Regions from separate parts of the Mus musculus genome. Here regions 1, 2 and 4 are each linked to region 3. The links are chromatin contacts, called in public HiChIP or PLAC-seq, Micro-C and promoter capture Hi-C maps. All regions are on one chromosome and are shown on one strand. Each heading gives the region's core, a stretch centred on a gene start, on an enhancer-like site or on the middle of the called end of the contact. The rest is flanking DNA. Distances are from core to core; before and after follow the strand shown.

The links. Promoter capture Hi-C pulls out the DNA fragments that hold promoters and counts their contacts. Hi-C and Micro-C count contacts between places; a contact is called where the count stands out from the background. HiChIP or PLAC-seq counts read pairs in DNA pulled down with a chosen protein or histone mark.
Region 1: an H3K4me3 HiChIP or PLAC-seq map of embryonic forebrain shows a contact between it and region 3, with 6 times the contacts expected there. The contact joins the enhancer-like site here to the promoter of Ggnbp2os in region 3. A contact is called at or near these places in 1 of 39 promoter capture datasets (hippocampal neurons) and 5 of 115 datasets of contacts at active chromatin or transcription factors (bone marrow-derived macrophages, differentiating embryonic stem cells, embryonic forebrain and 2 more).
Region 2: a contact with region 3 is called in a Micro-C map of embryonic stem cells, with 6 times the contacts expected there. The contact joins the promoter of Tada2a here to the promoter of Ggnbp2os in region 3. A contact is called at or near these places in 7 of 39 promoter capture datasets (the 3T3-L1 cell line, 3T3-L1-derived adipocytes, the C10 cell line and 4 more), 1 of 484 Hi-C or Micro-C datasets (embryonic stem cells) and 9 of 115 datasets of contacts at active chromatin or transcription factors (bone marrow-derived macrophages, embryonic hindbrain, embryonic midbrain and 5 more).
Region 4: a contact with region 3 is called in a promoter capture Hi-C map of pre-B cells, with 2.8 times the contacts expected there. The contact joins the promoter of Ddx52 here to the promoter of Ggnbp2os in region 3. A contact is called at or near these places in 11 of 39 promoter capture datasets (the 3T3-L1 cell line, 3T3-L1-derived adipocytes, the C10 cell line and 7 more), 2 of 115 datasets of contacts at active chromatin or transcription factors (embryonic midbrain and neural tube) and 1 of 9 other capture datasets (liver).

The regions. Positions count from the first base shown.
Region 1 is chr11:84,009,688-84,012,906 of GRCm38.p6, forward strand. All of the region lies in intron 13 of Synrg (synergin, gamma), which reads left to right. Among named protein-coding and RNA genes, the nearest start is that of Synrg, 47 kb to the left of the region's middle. Within about 2 kb of position 1,679, at least 21 of the 459 cell types and tissues checked have an H3K27ac peak or open chromatin away from gene starts, as enhancers often do. A contact at or near this core is called in embryonic forebrain and hippocampal neurons, where this site is marked.
Region 2 is chr11:84,128,235-84,131,117 of GRCm38.p6, forward strand. It overlaps Tada2a (transcriptional adaptor 2A), which reads right to left and starts at 1,334. Exons shown (of 16, transcript NM_172562.3): 1 at 1,303-1,334. It also overlaps a transcript of Acaca not described here.
Region 3 is chr11:84,868,645-84,871,672 of GRCm38.p6, forward strand. It overlaps Ggnbp2os (gametogenetin binding protein 2, opposite strand), which reads left to right and starts at 1,361. Exons shown (of 2, transcript NR_131201.1): 1 at 1,361-1,452; 2 at 2,560-2,987. It overlaps Ggnbp2 (gametogenetin binding protein 2), which reads right to left and starts at 2,146. Exons shown (of 14, transcript NM_001364114.1): 1 at 1,961-2,146; 2 at 1,233-1,428. The coding sequence starts at 1,325.
Region 4 is chr11:83,940,484-83,943,480 of GRCm38.p6, forward strand. Ddx52 (DExD box helicase 52) reads left to right here and starts at 1,607. Exons shown (of 15, transcript NM_030096.2): 1 at 1,607-1,781; 2 at 2,760-2,958. The coding sequence starts at 1,695.

The DNA of each region.
Region 1 (3,219 bases), core at 429-2,928, 860 kb before region 3:
GCTTGAAGCAGTGTTAAACATGGTGTTACTGAAACCTTAACCTATGGGTACTCTGACAGCTCTGAAGCTTAGATTGGATAGCCAAGATATTTTTATTTTGACGCCAATACTCACTTGGTGTCAGAGGCCCATACGAACCCACTGCTCAGTGAACCCCACACAGCCAGAAGTTTTATAAAGAATTTGGCAGTGTGTACAGTGTTTCTTCATGCCTGTGAGAGGGACTAGCAGTGCCTGCCCTCCTCTTTTGTCTCCTCTTTGGTATATTAGGGTTGCTAAGACAGTGTTTGTTTGGTTTACAGAAACCGACTCTGACTAGGCCAAGAGAGTGAACGAACTCCCCACACTTGTAGTTCAGCTTGCCAGCTCCCCTGAGAAGAGTGAAGAGGTCACTTAGGGATGCTCTGTGGGTCAGGGCCTGGCGGGGAGCAGACCTGTTTTCAGTGTTACAGTTTTGCAGTGTTACTGCCAGTATTAAGTTGTAATAACCCTGTAGATGATAGGCTAGGGTAGCTACTAACTTCTGATGTGTGAGAACCTCTTTCTAGAGAGCCCTCTTTAAACCCTGTGTGGCTTTACATGTAGCAGTTTATTCTCGGGTCTAACTTTGTGTCACAAGAACTAGATTCCCAAGTGTCCTAGTTTTTATTTTGTTTTGTTTTGTTTTGTTTTGTTTTTTTGATATGTATATAGAAAGATAAACCTACTTTGTGGCCTTTAATAATGAGAACTATCTCGGTATTACTGTATTATTCTAGAAAATGTAGTGTGCACATGCAGGGTTCGTTTCTCTACCTGAGAGGGACAGGTAAGACATTGTACGTTTACAGACTCAGCAGACATTGTGAAGTGCTGTGGAGTCCGCAGATTTCAAACTGGCAATGGCGCCCTTTGTTACTGAAATGTTGGCAGTTTCTTATGCTGGGTTTGAATGGGACGCAGTTAGCGATGATCCCCGTCCTGCCTGCTGCCGGCTGAGGGCTTGCCTGATGCAGCAGGCTGGCTCAGCTCCTGATGCCCATCACTAGTACTTTCTCCTTTTTTTTTTTCTTTTCATTTTTTATATTTTCCCCTTCAGTGTTGTTTGTTTGATAGGATGCTTTGTTATTTTTAATATGAGCTGCGTGAGCCACAACACTTGGTTGCAAAGGGGCATTGTTTTTTAAACGACATTTGATTTTTATTTAAAAACAATTTCACAACATGTATACTAGCCTTTTGGACTCTGAAGTTATTAATTAGAGGCTATTTTTCTGAAAATGAATCTATATTCTTTCACAGTGCCAAACCACATCTTTGTGAAATGAGTTAATCCAGGTCTGGGATGTCTTTTTCCCACCTTTTCTTTGGGAAGGGGAGGTTGGCTTTTGACTGAGTTCATTCCAATGGACCTGTTAAATAATCTGTGCTCGCTCACTCGCTCACTCGCTCGTGTTCTCTCTGTATGTTTGGAACATTCCCAGAATGGAACCTGTCATGTTGGAGACAGCTCTGTTCAAAGGGAGGAGACCTTAAATGCAGATTGTTCCCTTCTGTTGTTCTGTAAACCTCCCTTGGGGGAGGAGCAGTATCCTTTCCTTCAGAGCGGTTGTTAAGATGGGTTGATGCCGACTGTCACGCTAATGTGTTGCTGAGCAAGACTGCAGATTGCTGCCTGAGTAAAATACTGGAGAGGTGAGCGCAGGCATTGCCTCAGCGCGCTGTGACTCTATTTTACCCTTTCGCTCACCGTGGAATCTGTTGCTCTCTTAGTCTGAGACATCCTGGAGAAATAAGCGGGCTGATGGGGAAAAAAGAAAAGAAAAACTTGGATGGTTACTGTCCCTGGACCGTAATCCTGCCTGGAAACCCTAACTTAACTCTGAAGGGGATACTTCTCTGACCCGTGCTGTTAATTCTTTGTATGAAGGTAGATAGATATACTAATAACATTGCCTGGTTTCTCTCTGCATATCATTACATTTAACCCTTTGAGTCCTTGCTGCTTATCATTTCAAAGAGGCTGCTTTCCCACCCCCCTAAATTTACTCTCTCTGGCACAGCAGCATCTTGGTGTTTGGTCTTTAAGCTCCTTTGTCTGGCAGCAAGAGCTTGCTCTGATCTGTGACTTTCTCAGAGCCAGCAAGCCCTCTGGGGCTACTTGCCTGTGAAGTAGCTCTTTTTGACATGGAAAATCTTTGTATTTTAATCAGCGCCTTATTATTTTGGGCTGCTTTTCTGATGTCTTTTCAGTAGAGACACTTGTGTGTGAATGTGTCGTTGGGAACTTGCTTTATCCTCCTCTTCTGCAAACACTGGCTGCATGCTTACTCTGATGCTTCCTTTCTAGCTCTTCTGTACTCTCTCCTGCGATCTGTAAGTCCTGTGTTAATAAACGATTCTTTGGCATATTTTGAAAGTGTGGGGATGTGTGTAATTTGTGTTTTTCAGTTAGACCAAAGAAATACCTGGCTGGTATCAAATTGAAGTCACAGTGTCCCTTGAAACTTTTTTTTTTTTTTTTTTTTTTTTTTTGGTTTTTGGGGGTTTTTTCCCCTCTTAAAAAAGCAGGGATACAATTTAACCTTTGCCCCTTGTAGACCCAGAAGTCCTTAATGTGGCCTAGAACTGAAGTGCAGCTTTAAGCTCTTGAGCTCAGTTGGTTACATGCTTTCGAGCATCCACAAATGCTTGTTTAATCTCAGCACCAAATAAATGAATACATGTAGAAACATCTTCTTCACAGTCTTCAGCAATGCAAGACTAAAGCTTAGCTAGGAGCGAGACACACACCAGTGATCCCCTCGGCCTCTCGTGAGGCTGAGACAGGATTGTGAGTTCAAGACGAGCCGAGGATATATTGAAACAGTAAAACCAAAAAGCAAGCAAACAAGCCCCGAGAGAATTTGGAAGGAGGTAACAGCAATTGGGCTGTCCTCCGACCTGTGCACCCACACCTGGCACACGTGTGCCACACAGACCACTAGAGACGTCATACACATGACCATAATAAGTGCTGAAGCTAAAACAACCCACGGAACAAGAGAACTAAACTTGACACTGTTTCCATTCTTAAGAAAACATCTTTTGGCCTGACTCAGTGGTAGAGTATTTACAAAGCACAGGGGTTTTATCCCAGCACTGCAACTAATCAATCAATATATTAATTAACTAATGCAAATCTCAAAGACCAGTGAAGGTTAGCAGTGAGTATCCAGACTTGAAACTACATGCTCCATT
Region 2 (2,883 bases), core at 84-2,583, 740 kb before region 3:
CCTTCTGAAGAGCAGTCAGTGGTCTTAACCTCTGAGCCATCTCTCCAGCCCCCCCCCCTTTTGTTTTTAAAGATTTATTTATTTTATTTATATGAGTACATTGTAGCTGTCCTTAGACCCACCAGAAGGCATCAGATCCCATTACAGATGGCTGTGAGCCACCGTGTGGTTGCTGGGATTTGAACTCGGAACCTCTGGAAGCGCAGCCAGTGCTCTTAACCGCTGAGCCATCTCTCCAACCAAAATAGGTTTTTCACGTTGACATTTTTAGCTTGGGGACTGACATACAAAGTATATGCAATGCTTAGATAAGAAGGCTGAGGGTCAAACTTTAGGCTATTTTGGGTAGGGGTGAGTTTTTACTCTATTTCCAAGAAAAATGATCTTTGAAGAACGTTGTGGCTCAGTAGTTCAGTTGTAGGGTGTTTTAGCAAGGATGCTTTATATTCACACTCCAGCATCCATTGAGCAAACAAACCCAGTACTCCAGAGGTACAGACAGTACGATCAGTTCATGGAAACTCTTGGCTACATTAAGTTCAAGGTTAGCCCAAGATACATGAGGCTGACTAAAAAAAAAAATTAATTAAAAAAAAAATTAACAAAGGCATATGTCAGGTACTAAATGTAATCTTAGTACGGGGACTATATCTTGGAATCCTAACAATCTCCTGACATAGGCTGTTTTCCCCAAGAAAATGAAGCGCTAAAGATTGGGGTATTTGCACAATGTTTTTACAGCCTGGTGAACAGCAGGGCTCTATCAAGACCTTTACAGTGGCAAAGATTCTACAGTACGTTCTGACAAACACTTCACATTGCAAAGCACAATGCTGCAGAAAGCAAAATCCTCCTTCCTCTCCTTCCTTAGAAGACCACGCAGTGACACTAACATCCTTGAGAGATGGGCTACATTTAAATTAATTACAAGAGGGATCAGGGAAGGCATGGAGGGGCAGGATCCCATGAGCACAGGGGAGCCGCGGGCTTGGCAGTTGTGCAGTTAACATCCTTAGAGCTGCACGGTCTTGGGCAGGTCACTGTAGCCGGGCCTCGACCGCAAAACAGTGCTAAACACTGGGGCGCGGAGACCCACGTGGGGGTTCGGCGGGTCAGGTGGGCCGGGGCCGTGCTCCACCGCCCAGCCGGGAATACGGAGCTGCGGCACCGCCAGCCGCCGGGGGGAGGGGCTCGGGACTCGCCCGGCCGCGCCAACCTCCCCCGCCGCGTGGCCCCGCCGCGCCAGCCGGCACCTCGTGACCCCGCGTGCCCTCGCTCCCGCCGCTCGGCCCCGCGCCTCACCTCGCCACGTCCCGCACCTCGGCGCCGAAGAGCCCGCCGCTGCGCGCGCTGTGCAGACTCTGCGTGCGCGCCGCGGCCTGCGTGCGCGGCCTCGACTCACGTGCGCGGTCCCGTGCCGCGAGCACGCCGAGGCGGTCCCGCCTCCTCCAGTCTGGCAGCGGGCGGGTCCCGGTGGCGCCGCCCCGGGATGGGGAGCGTGGTACCTGGCTGCTAGTCGGTGGGCTCTGAAGTCTGACCTGCTGTCACTTTCTCCGTCGCCACAAGCGGCCCGGTGGCATGTGCTAAGGCGGCTTCCGCTGTTTCAGTCTAGATTTTTTTCTTAACAGTCCCATTCCAATTCTTTTGCAAGCAAAGAAACTGAGGCTGCCCAGGCTCTGGACTGGAGGATGACGAGCCCCGGGCGCATCATGCCACTCATGGATTACCCGGACTGAATGACTTGAGGGGTGAAGAGGGTCCTTTTTATTCTGATGCTTCTGGGACGTCGAAATTGCCTTCTCTGGAAAGACCCATCCCCTGCCTGGGCTTCAGAGGCCCACATGGAAACGCAGTGATGATGTGGTGGTCCACTCTGATGTCACTCTTGAGGGCTAGGTATGTCCCAACATCTCTTATTACTAATAGTATAGATTCTTATAAGAGCTTCCATTTGTGGAGTCCTTCAATACTGCATGCCAGGCATTGTACAAAGCGGGTTACACATAAGGGTTCGTCTAAAACAACTTTCTGAGGGAGGCACTGTTACTGTCCTCATGGTCCAGCATTGAAATATATAACTTAGGATCACAGTGCTACCAAGTGTTGGGGAAGAGCTCTATTCCAACCCATGGCTTGATCTTAACTATTATGCTGTATATCTATTTAAAAATCTGTTTCATAGATTTGCCCAATTTCTGTTGGAATTCATTTATACGATATCTGCCCGTGTGGCATCTTGATTTGTTTTTTGGTACACAGGTAATATAAGTCTATTGTTAAAATAAAAATAAAATCTGCAGCTGGGTGCAATTAGTGGCTCACATCTGTGATCTCAACACTTGGAGAGTGCAGGACAATTGCTTTGAGATTGAGATCAATCTGGGCTACAGAGTAAGAGATCTGTCTCAAAAAAAAAAAGAGTAGTAAAGAAAAAACATTAAAAATTCACATGTGAAAGTCATCCCCACCACGTTAAATAAACAGTTGATGCTATAGAGTACTTCACATTTACTGACTCTCCAAATCCATTCATTTCACAAAAGCACAACGAACAGCCACTTCCCTGGGTGCTGAGAATTTGGTAGTGAGCGAAGTATATGCTCTTGCACATAAGGTTTGTGTATTTTATATATAAGCAATAAAATATAAGTATGTTGCATATTAATATATAAGTAACAAATATTTTTAAATGCCTCATAATGTGGTTTTATGGGAAATAAATCAGGATCCAGATATAACAGTGATAGATTTTCTTTTAGTCAGGATAGGGAAGAAAGGCTTCCTAGCAGACATAACACACAAGAGGAAATCCAATTATTGAATGAGAAACAGAAGCTTCCAGATTTCTAGAGAGAACCATAGATGAGACTCAGCAGGTACGGT
Region 3 (3,028 bases), core at 111-2,610:
CAAGTAATTTCTAATATAAATTCTACTTTATGTCAAATCATTAGACTATTTTTTTAAAGCATGCTTTCCATTGCAAAGTTCCATCGAAGTGAACCAGTCAATAGCTTCCCTAATTTTTTAAAAGTACTGAAGCTCTTGAGACTGGCAAAAAGGCTCAGACTGGCATCTCCACAATGACTTGCATTTTACATAAAATGCTAAAACCTTCAGTACATAACTACACTTTTTTTTTTTTCAGGAAGATAACCGATCTGCCTTTGAGTGGAAAAAAAGTCAAAGGCTGGAAGACTTATCTACATCAGATCACAATGGGCGAGTGCAAAATCCAGGAGCGTCAGCATCAAAATGAAGATTTCAAAACTTGTTCGGAGAAGGTTCATTTAACTGTGGTAAGCAACTGCATTTACTTCCTGCTCAGAATCAACTCAAATTTCTGCCATTTCCTTTTAAAGGAAACAGTACTACAACACCGGGTAGAGGGGTCGGCAAAGGTATACCAACACCAAGTCTTAAAACAACCATCTTCCCACGTTTGTGTTTTTCTATCCACAATGAGCAGTCAGTTCTTCATACTACTTTACAGTCAATAACTTGGTCTTGGGCTACTTGTAAACCAAAAAAATGCCACGAAGGCCCATTTTGAAGAGTCATGGCTTAACCCAACCATTTCAAGAATTATAATGTACTAGGCAATGTGAGACGTATTAGGAAATCAAATCATTTAGGTGGAATCTTCGCTGTGCAAGAGAATGTCACTCTGCCCTCAGTAATTACACTTATGTAGAGATAGCTACAGTGTTCAAACGGGAAACACACAGGTAACAATGCAGCTGCGACATTTTCAACTAATTGAGCCTCCCGGAGGGTAAGTGCTTTCTGGAGAGGACAGGCCCTAAACGCCCCAGCTCCTTCAACCCTTCTCCCCGGCGCGTGCTTAGGCAAACAGCGTCTCAAAGGCAGGCCTAAAGGCCAAAGGTTCGGAGAGGGAGGAAGACCCGAGCAGGGGACCTCCAAGTGCCTTCGGGGCGCTGGATCTGGGGCCTGCCAAGGGTACCGAGAGGCCCCGCTGCAATGGCGAGTTCGTGGGGCCCATCGGAGAGGCGGCCTCGCCTAGGAGTTGCAACACACTCTTTCTCCAGTGCGCAGCGCTCGGCCTGGGGGAGGGGAAACAGCTGCCAGGCCGGGGAGCAGCGGGCCCATCCCGGCCCGGCCCGCTCAGCCCGCTCGCTCACCGTCAGGGTGTCGTCTATGTAGAGGGGGATCTGCCTCCTCTCGAAGGGGAACTCCTCCTCCCCGTCCCTGCACACTGCCACCAGTCGCGCCATCGTCCCCGACGCTGCCGTTGCCACCGTCACCACCTCCTCCCAGCTGCTGCCGCCGCCGCTGCTCCTGCCGCCGCCGCTGCTGCTGCCTCCTCCCAGCTCCTGCCTGCAACAGCCAAACCCCGCGAGCGTAAGCACCCGCCACCTCGCAGCACATTCGCCACGGGTGAAAGGGGTGGGGGGGCGCGGAGCGAGAGAGGACAGGAGAGCCGCGCTGCGTTTCCCATCACCCGATTCCACACGCGCTCAGCCAATCAGCGCCCCGCAGCGCCGGGACCCGCCCCCTCGCGCCGCCTGCCCTCCCCCACCCAGACCCCCCCTCCCCACCCACCCACCCCCCCCCCCCCCGCCCGCCGGCCTCCAGTCAGGGTCCAAAGGAGAGGCGGAAAAGGACCTGCTGGCCCCGGGACATCCCCGCCCAGCTCGGGAGTCCGGGCTCCAGAAGCCCATCCCCGCCTCGGCTACACAGCCCAAGCCCGCACCCCCTGCCGCTGACCCCTTCTCTCCTGGCTGAGCGCCCCGCCCAGGGTGGCCCCCTAGGCTGCAGTTGCCCGGCGCCACCCCGCCCCTGGGAGGGGTCGACCCTGCCTCGGCTCTGCAGAGTTGGGGTGGGGGCGAGCTCAGACCCCAGTCCTCACCCGGGTCGGAGAGAGAGAGCTCTCGGTTCTGACCTTCACTGACTTCGAGGACGCCTCCCTGACCCCCACCTCTGCTCCCCGTTACCGGCTGACGAGGCCCGCGTCAGGGCCGGCCTGGGCGGGAGCGCGGCTGCGATTGCCGTTTCCTCTCCAGGCTCAGTCAGCCGCTCGCGCCACGGGGAGTGTGGGAGGGAGGGCGGGGGACGTGGGGAGGGTGGGGCCGGGGAGGGGGGGCCGCGAACTCCAGGCGGGGCCTGCCTCTTCTCGCGAGACCGCGGCCGCCTCGCTCGTGTCCCGACTTTCGAAATCGGCTTGTACGGGTGGGGGGAACCCCCTGTGCTGTCGCGCTCGGCTGACCTGCGTGGTGCCCCGGATTTACCAAAACGAGCGTGAAAATAGGGCCAGTGGGGAGGCCCAGCAGGAGCAGCCGGGGTCCCTGCCAGTGACGACCCGGGATCTGCTCTCTGGAGACCGGTGGGGTGGAAAGCCCACTGGGGGGGGGGGGGAACCCAGATAAGACTTGGGTGAGCGATGAAGAGCTGGCGCTGTCGAGGTCTAGGAGAATGGACACTGCAGAGACCTTTGACCTTGTTTTCCAGGTTGCACACATGCGGACTTCCACCCCTGTAAGACTGGAGGAAAGGGCTCTGCTACCCTGACTCACCCAGAGCCGGCCGCCTTATGGGGACTGCAGCAAGATGGATGGAAAATATGTGCAGGATCTGTTGTTACAATAGACAGAAAACTGAACTGTAGTCTATGTGTAGCTTCCGACCAAAGGAACTTCTTGAGTTAATATTAACTTAAGGGACTCCCTTGGGCAAAGTTACTGATAGTGGCCAAAGGCCCTTCGGTCTGACCATCTTCCGAGAACCAGAGCTGCTGTAAAGAGAGTTTCCTCTGCACTCTTGACTACTGCCACGTTCTCAGGTACTAGTCTACGGAGGTCCATTGTAAAGCCAAAAAGATGGAAAATGTTTTGTCTTGATGGTTTTAATAATAAATCCATTCGCTGCTTGTACAACTACCAGATCTTAAGGACAGATCGAATATTTTCTGGTAAAATAG
Region 4 (2,997 bases), core at 357-2,856, 930 kb before region 3:
TGCCTAAGCTAAATGCTACAAACGTCTTCACAGCCTTATCTGTTCTTCTGCATGGGTTCTCAGGATCAAAGTCAGATCATCAAGTTTGCAGGGTTGGTGTCTACCTGTTGAGCCATCTTCCTGTCTCCTCAAAATACTATTTATAGAGAGGGAGTAAATATATTTAAAAGAGTAAGATGTCCCCACTGTTAGCTGTAAGGAGGAGTCAGGGAAGAGATTTTCATGACATCTTATGCTCACTCCACATCTGCTCTCCTCGAGAATGAAAGTCTCACTAGAACTGAACTTTCCCCCTCTCCTCTCTATATCATAGATCTATCCACAAATGATATGGACATATGATGTTTGAGTCTATGCATTGTATTATTTATATTTTGATGTCTCCCAGTTTTGTTTCTCCAGCCTTCAGTCCTGAGCTTCAGACTCTTGGGTCCAAGTACCTAATTGGATGTCTTCACTTAATCAAGTAGAGATCTACATGTCTACAAACGTAACAATTCCATGATTCTCATTCTCACCAAAAGGCTGCTCTTCCTTTCTTCTTAGTTCAGTAAATGGCATGCCATCATCCCAGCTCAAACCACAATATTTAGCTACCTCTGGATCCATTTCCTCACCCTACACAAACTCCATCAGGTACATTAAACTCTATATCCAAACTGTAGCCCAAATCCATCCACATTTGAATAGCTATCAACCCAGATAAAAGCAACAGCTACTTTAGTCTCCATTTCTACTCTTATCTGTTCCATGTCCCTTCTCCAAATAACTCCAAATAATCATGTATGGCCCTTTCACGAATTCATTCATCAAACATTTATGGAAAGCAAACAGAACCAGGGATACAATCATAAAGCAAAAATAGATCTTCATGTTTGTGGACTTACATTCCAGAAGACAGGTTATACAAAACTTAAAAAGTCGAGTAGTTCAAACACAATGAGAATGAATCTAAAAATCAAATGGGATAAACTAAGATAGTTGCTCCTTCCATGAATTTTGGTTTTGCAGCATGTTTAGATTAAAACCTAAATACTTCATCATGCCCTTGTTACAGCGTTGAGACCTGGTTTGTTTGCCCCTGTAAGCTTAGCTCCAGCTACTCCAATTTTCTTTCCTTTCTTCATTTCTTCCTTCATCCCTCCCCCCACCCACCCCCTTTTCCTTCTTTCTGTGGCACTGGAGAGCAACTCAGATCGGCTTCTGTTCTAACAAGGTTTCAGATCCGTTTCCTTCTTCAGATGGGTTTTCTCTTCCCTGGAATGCTGTTCCCATGTCTTGGGAAAGTGGCCCCTTCTCAGTTCAAATTTGATTGAATTTAACCAATCTAACTAAACTAGCTTCTACCCCTTCTCAACCCATCACAGCTTTTAATTTGCCTCACGATGCTTTCCATTTTCCTCAGTTACAGTAACTGGTTAATAGTATCTCTGTCCTTTCTAAACGGTAACCGAAAATGCAGAATATTGGCGTGTTGCTCATCAAACTATCACTAAACGTCTAGCACACTCCCACGCACAAGAAGCGTCGATTTTGGATTTTGTGAACGAATTCCCAGCTCACACGTTTTCCACGCCTATCACAGCCAGGCTCCGCCTCCTGGAGCGACTTCCGCTACGGCCTGTGCGGAAGCAGTCGCGGATAGAAAGTGGTAAACGCAGGCGCCGGGAGGCCGTGGGGCCTTCTGGGTAAAGATGGATTCCTACGACCTGTTTCGCCGGCTTGGAGCCGGCGCCAAGTTCGACGTGAAGCGCTTCTCAGCAGACGCTACTCGATTCCAGGTACTTTCTGTACGCGGGGAGCCGCGTGACCGAGAAGGGGCGGGATCCGGAGATTGAGACCGCCGCCAACCGGGCAGCCGGCGCGCTGGAGACCCCGAGGCCAGGCTCCGATCACCCCCAAGCATTTCCCTCCTGGGATTTAGCTTAACCTAAGATTTACCCCAGACTTCTGAAGGACTGTTTACTGAGCCCCGGTAGACTCAGTTGAGCCTGGCACAGACATTTTGATTCCCAGGTATCTTACTTTACTCACAAAGTTGGAATCCTTTCCGAGACCCCTCTTAGAAACTAAGAAAGCACGCTTTCACTGTAAGCTACCCAAGTTTGACTTAATGTACAGATAGCTGTACTGCAGTGGAGAGTTGGGGTGTTTTGTTTTGTTTTTTCATCACTCTAACCAACCACATTTTAAGTAGCCAACCAAAAGTGTGATCCTGATATGCGGGGGGTTTCTTAAAGAAGTAGTGAGCATGAAAGGAAGTCAGTTGGGACTCACTTGTGAAACATTTTAAACATAAGCCTTACTGTAAAATACAGCCTTTGTGGAGGGTGATGTCTGTGTTTCTTCGTCCTGACTGCAGTGTTGTGGTTACATTTGAACCCTGGAGCAGGGATTTCTGGGATCAAATGCAGGGCCTGCTAGTGAATACTTCTGAGATCTTCACTAAGTTACTTGCTGGTGCCTGGATTTTTTTTTCCCCTCTTCTGTCTCACTGCTATTTACCTTGTAGGGTTGGTGTGAGGATGAAGTAATTTAATATCTAATAAATATCCTTGACGTGTAGTAAATGTATATAAATATTCATTGTTGTTGTTGATAGGATTCTGTTTGCCTAAACACACTACTTAGCTCAACAGAATCTTGTTTGAAAAGGTTAAAAAGGCGAATTACTGAACCTGCGTCCTCCGTACAGCCAGTCACGGTTGGATGGAAACAGTTCTGGCAGTAAATTTCATTTAAAACTTTTGGGGTTTTAGGTAGGAAAAAGGAAATTCGATTCCGAGTCTTTGGAGGTCCTGAAGGGACTAGACTTCTTCGGAAACAAGAAGTCCGTCTCAGATGAATGTGGAGCATTGCAAATACACCAGGAGCCCCCAAATGAGGAGAAAACACAAGGGGTCCTGTTGGAAAGGAGTAAGGAGCCCAAGAAGAAAAAGAGAAAGAAGATGACTTCAGGTTAGTATTGGCTTAATGCTCATTTTTTTTCCAGTTCCA